Linked DNA regions of Mus musculus: region 2 is linked to region 1. The links are chromatin contacts, called in public HiChIP or PLAC-seq maps. All regions are on one chromosome and are shown on one strand. Each heading gives the region's core, a stretch centred on a gene start, on an enhancer-like site or on the middle of the called end of the contact. The rest is flanking DNA. Distances are from core to core; before and after follow the strand shown. Region 1 holds the start of Prkaca (protein kinase, cAMP dependent, catalytic, alpha). Region 2 overlaps Nfix (nuclear factor I/X).

What was found. HiChIP or PLAC-seq counts read pairs in DNA pulled down with a chosen protein or histone mark.
Region 2: a contact with region 1 is called in a FOXA1 HiChIP or PLAC-seq map of pancreatic cancer cells. The contact joins the enhancer-like site here to the promoter of Prkaca in region 1. A contact is called at or near these places in 3 of 39 promoter capture datasets (the HPC-7 cell line, cranial neural crest and embryonic stem cells), 1 of 115 datasets of contacts at active chromatin or transcription factors (pancreatic cancer cells) and 2 of 9 other capture datasets (adipose tissue and liver).

The regions. Positions count from the first base shown.
Region 1 is chr8:83,970,679-83,975,525 of GRCm38.p6, forward strand. It overlaps Prkaca (protein kinase, cAMP dependent, catalytic, alpha), which reads left to right and starts at 2,300. Exons shown (of 10, transcript NM_008854.5): 1 at 2,300-2,554. The coding sequence starts at 2,509.
Region 2 is chr8:84,707,272-84,712,118 of GRCm38.p6, forward strand. Nfix (nuclear factor I/X) reads right to left here. Exons shown (of 11, transcript NM_001371053.1): 11 at 1-1,406. The coding sequence ends at 1,392. Among named protein-coding and RNA genes, the nearest start is that of Lyl1, 8.2 kb to the left of the region's middle. Within about 2 kb of position 2,085, at least 37 of the 459 cell types and tissues checked have an H3K27ac peak or open chromatin away from gene starts, as enhancers often do. A contact at or near this core is called in liver and pancreatic cancer cells, where this site is marked.

The sequences.
Region 1 (4,847 bases), core at 1,050-3,549:
AGGTTTTTTTGTTGTTGTTGTTTTGTTTTTGTGTGTCTTTTTTGAAATAGAGTTTCTCTAGTTATCCTGGAACTTGATCTGAGACAAGGCTGGCTTCAAACTCAGAAATCTACCTGCCTCTGCCTCCCATGTGCTAGGATTAAGGGCATGCTCTACCTTGCCTGGATTAAAACTTTTTTTTTAATTTTATTTTATGTGTTTTGGGTATTTTGCCTGTATGGGCCGGCTGTGTACCACGACTGGTGTCTGCAGAGACCAGAAGAGGGCTTTGGAGCTTCTAGAAGTGGCTGTGAATCTCCATGTGGGGAGCTGGGAATTGAACCAATCCTCCAGAAAGCAGCCAGTGCTCTTAAGTCAGCTGGTGCCTGTAAAAAGTTTTGTAATATGCTGTTTTCTTTTTTGTCCTTCTGTGGCTGAACAGCTTTGTCACTTTCATATCATGAGTAACTTCTTGTCCTTACAGTGGCTGGACCTTCTCCCTTTGCTTGCTCCCCTAATTCCAGTCTCAACTAGTTGTACAGTTTGCACCACAACCTGGGGGTCAAAGCCTATTTTTCTTTGCCCATTTTTTTTTTTTAATTTTGGTTCTGTTTTGTCCAAGCTTAAGTATGCCAGCTGTTCAATAGATGGCGGCCAGTGATTTTTTTCTCACTCTGACCTTGACCCACAGGCATAGAGCAACATTGTGACCCAAGGACACACAGAGCCACAATTTAGATAATTTCACTTAGCTGTGGCAAAACTCCCCAAATCAGAGATGGAGTATTTGTCTGTTCAGCCAACTCGCATAATCCAGAGGAACCGTACTTTCTGGCAGGGTACTTTCCCCCTCGGGGACTGCAGCTGACCTAGTAGCAGGAGTACATATAGTTATTGGCTTAGAAGCTGGTTGTGCATTGTTGAGCAGTGAGTCTATAGGTATATGTACCTCAGAGTCAACTACCCTTTGGAGTCCAGGAGAGGTAGCTCATCGTCCACTCAGCACCGTCCACCCAGCACCGTCCACCCTGGCCACCCTCTATTACAGAGCTCTGGTGAGGGTAGGGATAATTTGTTTCCAAGAGTACATTTAGCAGTATCTGGAGATGTTTGTGTTGTCCCAGGCAGCAGACAGATGGAAGAGTACCAGCATCCAGAGTGTGAGGGTGGGGTTCTGATATCAACCTAGTGTGCAGGAGACCCTCCAGCAGAGTGCTCAGGCCCCTGGTGTCAGTGGCAAGGTGGGAAACTGACCACGTTCTGACAGTGCAGACTTGAAAGAACACCGAGTGAGGTTCTAGTTCAGTGGTACAATGCTTACTTCGCAGGGAGTATGCATCGTGTTCAATCCCCAGCATTGCATAAAAACAAAATTTAAAGATGAGCATCCAGAAGGAAGGAGAACGGCTCTCTTCCTGCCCAAAAGGGGCAGGTTATGTTGGTCATGTCTAGGCAATGGAGATTAGTTAAGAGCAAGGAACTAGCCTGACCGAGCCTCCATAAAATGGGAGTATGGCAGGCCCAACGTGCAAGGTACAAGAAGTAATGCACTTGGCTGGCGTCCGTAGTTACTACTTTTCAGGGGCCTAGGGTTGAGCCTTAGCAAAGAGTGTAGATACTCTGAGTCTCCTCCCAGCACGCCCTCAGTTCTGGGTCCAACATCCCCTTGCAGCTCCAGTTGTGTCGCGAGCAAACCAAAGCGGACCCCGAGCTAGTTGGGTCACGGCTGCCCAGTGTCGGGCCTCCTTATGAATGACACCGAACGGCGCCCGGCGACCCTTGACCCTCGGCGCCAGCCCGCCCCTCCCCCCCTGGCAGGTGGACAGCCGCTGCGCCGGCCCGCCGTGGCGTCAACCTCTGGCCCGTGGCCGCTGCCGCACTGGGCAGGGGCGGGAGACTGCAGCGCGCACATTGCCGCACGGGCGTCCGCCGGGCCGCCTCCCGCACCTCGCAGCGCCTGCCACCCAGCCACCCTCCAGCCGCCGCAGCCTCCGCCCCGCCCGCTGCCCGGGCCGCAGCCTGAGCCGCTGCCCCGCCCTCTCACCCCGGGACTGACACTAGCCGGGGCCGCCTGTCTCCGCCAATCGACGGCTTCGCAGGGGCAGCCCCAAGCCCTCTCGGGCTTCTCGGCCAATCACGTGCGTTCGCCCGCCCGACTGCGGCCTCACGAGCCCGTGAGTGGCGGAGAGTCTGCAACTCGCGTCACTCATCCAGGAGCCTATGGTGGCGCGGGAGGGTTCCGGAGGGCCAATGGACAGCGGCGTAGGGCTGTCAGTCAGGGAGGCCTGAACCAATGGGCGGTGGGCTGCGGGGGCGTCACGGACAGAGGACTTGGGCTGAGGCTCCCCCGCGGGCGGGCGCAGAGAGACGCGGGAAGCAGGGGCTGGGCGGGGGTCGTGGCGCCGCAGCCAGCGCAGCCAGCCCCAGGGGCCGCCGCCTCCGCTGCCCAGCGCGCTCCGGGGCCGCCGGCCACCTTAGCACCCGCCGCGTCGCAGCTCCGGGACTGGCCCCGGCCGCGACGCCGCCGCGATGGGCAACGCCGCCGCCGCCAAGAAGGGCAGCGAGCAGGAGAGCGGTGAGTGCCCGGCCGTCACCCTGATCTTCACTGCGTGCGGCCTGCCCGCGCAATGCCCATCACTGCATGGCCCCTCCCCCATATGCCCCCCCAATCTTGTCTGCCTGCACCCCTGCCTGCTGCCTGTTCACGTTGGGGTCGGATCACCGCAGAGATACTTTGCCCCCAGTAGGGCCTGGTGCCCATGGCCTACCATCCCCCACTGCAAAGGCCGTGCCCCCCCACCCAGCTGTCACTGCCAACCATTGCATGTATGACCGCCGGGGCCCCAGATGAGGCCCTGTCACCACACCAACCCCTCTTCTCCTAGTCCCTTTCTCCAGATTCTATACCCCCTCCCACTTCGTCACTTACCTTTCCCACACAGCGCCCCAATGCCTGACCCTGATCCAGGCTCCTGCCAGTTTCGGGAGTGCTGTGGGGTCCACGCTGCAGGGACCTTGGCCACTTGGTGACCACACCCCTCCCCCTCCAGCCCCCGCCATCTTTCTCCTACCCCTGCCCGATTCACCTCATCACAGCTCCCACCTCCAAGCCACCCCCACCCCCATGAGCATTTCCCGGGGCCACCTCCTGCATTGTTTTTCCCTTCTGTGTCACTTGGCATGGGGGACAAGATCTTTCTGGGTCCCTCTGCCCCTCTCATCCTGTCACTCCACCTCCTCCGTGCATTCGTCTGGCCCTGGCTGGGGTGGCAGACTGTTTATGAACCTAGAGAGCTGCTTCTGCGCTTCCTTATCCAAGTTGGAGCTGGTCTTGCTCAGAGCCATTACGTCTGTCCTTTTTCTTGGGTTGCGGGTGAGGTAAAGCGGCAGAGCACCCTCCTGGCCTACCCTGAGGTCTGGGTTCCTTAGAAGGCCCCTCAATAAATGGTCGTTTCACAACTGCGGTTCTGTCGTTCACCCAGCCCCTGGGGCTGGTTTGAAACTGCGGATGAAATGAATAGCAAAGGCTCATTCCACTGAATGGGGATGGTCAGAAGAATTGCGCGCATTGGGGTAACGCCATCCAGCAATAGGTGACAGCTAATGATTTGGTTTGCTTAAGACAGATGGATTCTGTGCATACCGAGGGCTCACCCAGAGGGAGGTATATCCACACACACATACACACACCCCCCCCCCAAAAAAAAAACCATGCTGAATTTTTCTAGCCAGGGAAAAAAAAGTGATTCTATATTTGAAATTACTTCAGAAAGGGCCTTGGGCCCTGTCCCCCAGTGCTTCATGTCTCAAAGTGGTGTCACTCCAAGCTAAAGCTGTACTGCAGCTGAGAACAGCTTCCAGTTACCCAAAAAGGAGGCTCTGATCAGCTGTGCCCTTCTCAGTGTCTGAGTCCCCCGAATGCCACTCAAGAAGCCCAAGAACTTTCTGCCCCTCCCCCCCCCCTTCAACCAGCAGAGCTCAGCCCAGCCTAGCAGCCTTAAGAGGCCTGGCATTTCACAGATGGGCGGGGGACAGAGGCAAGTGCTTGTAGTTGAGGGCTTGATGACAGAGGAGCAGGTGGGTAGTGCCCAAAAAGGTCTTGGGCTTGAGCTTGGAGGGCTCCGGGCAGAAGGAGAAGGGCCAGCCCCCTTGGCAGGTGAGGCCCACCAGGAGGTAGATGGTACGTGCAGTGGACTGAATACTGCAGTGGCCCCTCTGAAAGCTGAGCACAGTGCTAGGAAAGCTTTAAGCATATCAGACACACACAACAGGCACAGAGCCACAGAGGAGGGGAGAGCCCAAGGAAAAGATCAGAGTTTGAGAGTCAGTTGGACGGATGAACTCCGTGCATCCAGGAGGGCTTGGTTAAACGGTCTCCATAGACATACTTACTTTGATAATGTCTGTCCAGATGAGCCATCTGAGTTTGACACAGATGACAACACACAGGCAGAGTTCACATCCAGATCTGCTGACCAGCCCATCTCCTAGACCCCGTCATATCTCAACTCAGACATTCTTTGGTTTGCTTTGATTTTTAAAGACAGGATCTCACTATATAGCTCCTCTTGGCCTGAAACTTGAAATTTAGACCAGGCTGGCCTCAAACTCTCAGAGATCTGCCTGCCTCAGCTTCCCAAATGCTAGAATTAACGGCTTTCACCACCATGTCCAGCCTTCAACACATCAGCAGGAGTTAAACCCCAGTCATATTTTCTTAAAATGATAAAACAAACCCCATAATAGTGTATATTGACACTACCAGCAACCCAAGAGGCTGAGGCAAAAGGATTGCTTAAGCCCAAAAATTAAAGGCTAGCTTGGGTAACAGCAAAACCTTGTATCAAAATACAAAAGTCTACAGGATG
Region 2 (4,847 bases), core at 835-3,334, 740 kb after region 1:
CAGAGGGGCCCAGTCACCCTGCAGGGGGTCTGGCGTGCTCGCGTTCCCCTCCCTCCCAGGGGGCTTCTCAAGACCCTCTGGACAAGCCTCCGCCATCCCTTACTGGAGGAGGGGGCTGGGAGGAGAACTGCTTCCTGTGGTGTGTTACGAAATTGTTCCCAAGTTGCTCAAACAGAGGAGTTCCCAACTGCAAACAGCGAAAGACCCAAACAATGACTGCCCCACCCCTAAATAAAGAGGAAAGACATTACAGCTAAAATCTAGGGAGAAGTGGCCACGGGGCGTGGTGGGAAGGGAAGGGGACCAGAAAGCTCCAGAACACTCTTTTAAAAGGATGACACCCCCCACCCTCCACAGGAACTCAAAGTCTCGAGAGCAGGACGCCTACCTAGCGCAGGTGGAGGCTGCCTTGTCCTCCTCGCTCAGCTCCGGGGGCCCTTTCTGCTCCACTCTCAGCCGGCCCCTGGAGGGCTGTGTGCAGCAAGGGCAGGGGCAGGGCAGAGGGGCGGAGCAAGGGCACCTGCATGCAGGGCTGGGGTGCGGGGCGACCTGGGGCCGACTCCCTTCACTAGGGGCGTGGCAGAGGGCAGCAGCCCTTGCGTCCTGCGGGCGTGGAAGAAGGTGCCTATGCTGGGCTGGGCGTCCAGTCCAGAGCATTCTGACTTTCCTGTGTGCTGTACAGAGGGTGTCCAGCCCGAGAACTGCCCGGGCGGTTCAAAATGGGGTGGCAGAACACCCTCTATTCTGGACTCAGGCTGAATTCAGTTAGCTCTAAGAAGCATCCCTTACCTACCCGGGAACGCCCTAGCCTGGTCCAGAGCAGCTGGGGCCAGAAGCCTGAGCAGAGGCTCCCAGGAAGGGCAAGAGAGGTTGGGGAGTGGGGGGTGGGGTGAGGGAAAGAGACGAAGTCCGGAGGGGAGCTCGAATGTCTACTATTGTTACGAGCTGTTCCTCTGGGCTCCTTGGGAAGCTTAAGTCCAGCGGAGGGTGGGGTCCCCAGGAACTGCCAGGGTGGCCGGCCAGTGAGCTGGCTGCTCCTTCCTGGGAAGGCCAGGCTGAGTAGGAGGAAGGCAGTCTTGTTGCATCCTTTCTTTCTGTTTGTCCTCTGCTTAGCAGAGTCCGCTTAGCATGCTTCTTTCTGCTTGGCTGCTGGTGTACAGCTCCGCTGAGACCCCTTTCCGAGGACTCCCAGAACTGGGCGGCTTTGGAACGCGGGGGTACCAGGGCTGGAGGAGGGAAGGGCTGAGTGGCTGACGACGTCTAAGTTTTGCTTTTCGGTGGGGCTGGGCTGGGGGATATTTCCATGTCTCAAAATTTCTTCTCCCCCATTTTGAGGAACCTCTTTTTTTTTTTTCCTTTTTTAAATTTAGTTGTTTCTTTGTTGATCTTAATCAGAGGAACCAGGACTGTAATGGGATCAGGAAAAAAAAAAAGCGACCGTGAGAACAGCTGGGGCAGGTCCCAACTCCCATTTCATCCCGCCCCCCCACCCCATGATCTCCAACCTCTACAGTGAGCTCCCGGGAGAGGGGCCAGGGTGCTGAGCATCAGACCCCAATGGAGGAAGCCAAATCATTCTCTCCACCCTCTGAGGGAATCCCCCCCAGACCCCAGTGCAAGAGTCCAGCTGGCCTTCCCGTGGGCACGGTGCCCAGCGGGTGGGACCCCCATGGCTGGCACTGGCACAGACCTGGGATCTGGCCATGTTTGCAATTGTTTAGGTTTTTGTGTGGAACCTGGAAGGTGGGGAGGATGCCAGGCTGGGGCTTTTGTACCCACAGGGGTTGGGGGAGTAGGGTGGGGGTGGCCCAGCTTGAGTTCTTGCTGAGTTTTCTTTCTGTCCCTTTGGATTAAAAGCAGAAATTCACGTCTGTACATCCCAGCCAACGTCCTGTCCCTCAGGCTGAAAGACTTGGGGGCAGGGAACCACATGGCTTCAGCTCTACTAGGGCCAGGACTGGGGGAGGGGGCCAGAGCCCACCCACCCTGACCGGTCGTGGGCCTTTTGGGCACCAGACTGGGGAAGGAGCTTTCTGAAGCACACTACGGTGGATATTGCTTCCCCCAGGGAAGCCAGCAGGGGGCGCTGCCTTCCCGTATATAGGGCCCTGCTGGCAGTGAACACACAGTATACACAGGGTGAACCCCTGGGGCTGGCTGCTTGGCAACGCCCTCCATCAAAGGCTTGAGTCTGGTTTCCAGTCCAAGAGTGAGTGGAGGACTCTTCTCCAGACCTCTTCTTTGCTTGGGTACCTGGCAGTATCATCACAACAAAATGAGGGTCCGTGATATCGCAACTAGGGATATCATCTTGGAGCTCTATCTCCTAGACTTGGGTCTACAGTACCAGACAGACAGATGCGCGCGCGCGCGCGCGCACACACACACACACACACACACACACACACACACACACACACACACACACCAGATATACACTCTACACACCAGATGTTTCCTCATTCCACCCTTGTCTCAAGCCCACACTGATGCTAGGCACACACAGAATGTATGACCTTGAGCTGCTTATAGTCACAGTCCTCAGGCAACAGAACTCAGATGCAGGGAGTGGGTAAGAGCCTGTGGTCCTATTTGCTGCGTGTGCACCAACCATGAGCAGGCTGGAAGCAAATGTCTGTGCTCTGCCTAGGTAGAGTCCAGCCTGTTAAATTGGGGTGAAGGTGCCAGGCTCCCGGAGTGGCCAACTTTTCAAAAGAAGCCAGAGATTCAGGCAGAATTTCATGTGAAAATTTCCAATGTTTAAAATATTGCCAGAGCCAGCCATGGTAGTACATGACTTTAATCCCAGTAGGTGGATCTCTCAATAGCTGGAGGCCAGCCTGGTCTACATAGTGAGTTCCAGGACAACCAGGGTTACATTGAGACACCCTGTCTCAAAAATAAACACACTATTAGAAGCCAAAACTGGTGGCTTATTTTTGTAATCTCAGCACTTAGAGGCAAGAAGATTGTGTGTAATTTGAGTACAGGGCTTCACAGTGAGTCCTAGGCCAGCCTGGGCTACAGAGTCAGGCACTGCCTTGAAATTCAGAGAAACAAAAAATACTATTGGATCTAGGTGTGATGGAACTTGCTAGTAATTCCAACACACAGGAGGCTACACAAAGGGACCAAGTTTGAGGTCAGCCTATTATATCCTGGCTCAAAAACAAAATAAAAATAAAAACCCCACCACTATTGGGGCTAGGAGTATGGCCTTGTCTAGCATATCTGAGGCCCTGGGTTCCAACTCTTATTTAAAAAAGCAAAAAAATGCCGGGCAGTGGTGGCGTACGCCTTTAATCCCAGCACTTGGGAGGCAGAGGCAGGTGGATTTCATAGTTCAAGGCCAGCCTGGTCTACAAAGTGAGTTCCAGGACAGCCAGGGCTATACAGAGAAACCCTGTCTCAAGAAAAAAAAAAACAACAACAACAACAACAACAACAAAAAAACAAAACCAACCAAACAAACAAAAGAACCAAACCAAAAACCAAATCAAAAAGGTAAAACATTACTATTCCAATATTGATCAGCTCACACTGGACTCTGTCCCTCAGGCTCTGGTTTGAGACTGTATTAAGTGCCCGTGTGAAACGGGGTCATTAAACACAGGAATTAGCGATGGATTTGGAGAGGTGGTATCTTGTTCCTTTAGTCCCAGCATGTAAGGACCTGAACTCAATTCCTAAGCCTAAAGGTGGAAAGAGAGAAGTGACTGAAAAGACGTGTCTTCTGATTTCCACACGCATCCAGTGGTGCACACGCCCACATGCAGGCATTACACACACTCGTGAACAAACATACACAAATAAAGCAAAATAAAGTTCCATCTTCAAAGAGCCTCTAGAATCTTCTGTGGCAGTGATATTTGAGATGTGCTGCCTGAGGCAGTCACTAATAGTGCCATGGTTTATGAGCATGGACGCTTGAACTGTGACTTGTGGAGTCAGGTGTGGAGATGAGCCTCGTCCCTCAGGAATGTTAGGTGAGCGTTCTACTACCGAGCTCTCCATGTCTCTCCAGCCATAGCTTTTCTCTAATTTCAATGCACACTGCTACATATGGCCAGTGGTGAGAATACAGAGGTGCAATGGATGGACACCCAGAAATGTGGGTACAGGTTGCAACAGCAAAGGGTGCTGCCTATCAGTGATGCCTGCTGGGTACCTGCAGGATGTGCAAAGGTGGCCTGCCTCCCTCTGCCGGTTCTCAGGCAGCTTGCCCAGAGTCCCACTTGTCCACTCACTAAAAGCCAGGTAAGGACCTTGAAAGCTGAAGTGGAAACTCAGGACTGAGCTTCCACACAGAACAAGGAGGCCAGTCGGCAGAGCTCTGGGCTTCTAGCTCTGGGCTTTGCCTGGACCTAAGGGCTGGCTAGCGTGGACTCCTATGTCATTGCTCCAGGTCATGGGAGCCACCCTTCCTCTGCTTCCCTAACAGACACAGGCTAGTGGAGGACACCCGGGACACGGAGGATGGGGAGGGGGGAATACCAAGGTCTGAGCTGGCTCCTGTACTATACAGCTTTATAGTCTCAAGAGCAGGGTGGGGACTCAGGGGGGCTTGCACCCAGGCCTGGGGAGCAAGGGTCTGTTGTCAAGGCCAGCCCAACTTTCTCTGCTTACCCTCTCCCTGCCTTCCAAGCTGGGCCCAAAATTGATTAAAACTAAGTTAAAAAGCACTGTTTAGAGAATGATAAAATTGCCAAAATTTTCTTTTCTTCCCTCATTCTATTGTCCTGTCTCCATCTGGTGCTCCAAGGATCAGCTAAAGTCATTGGTTACTGTGGAAACCACTCCTGATTGTCCCCCTACCGCCTTCTGCCTGCCCCCAGGCCCAAAGGCTC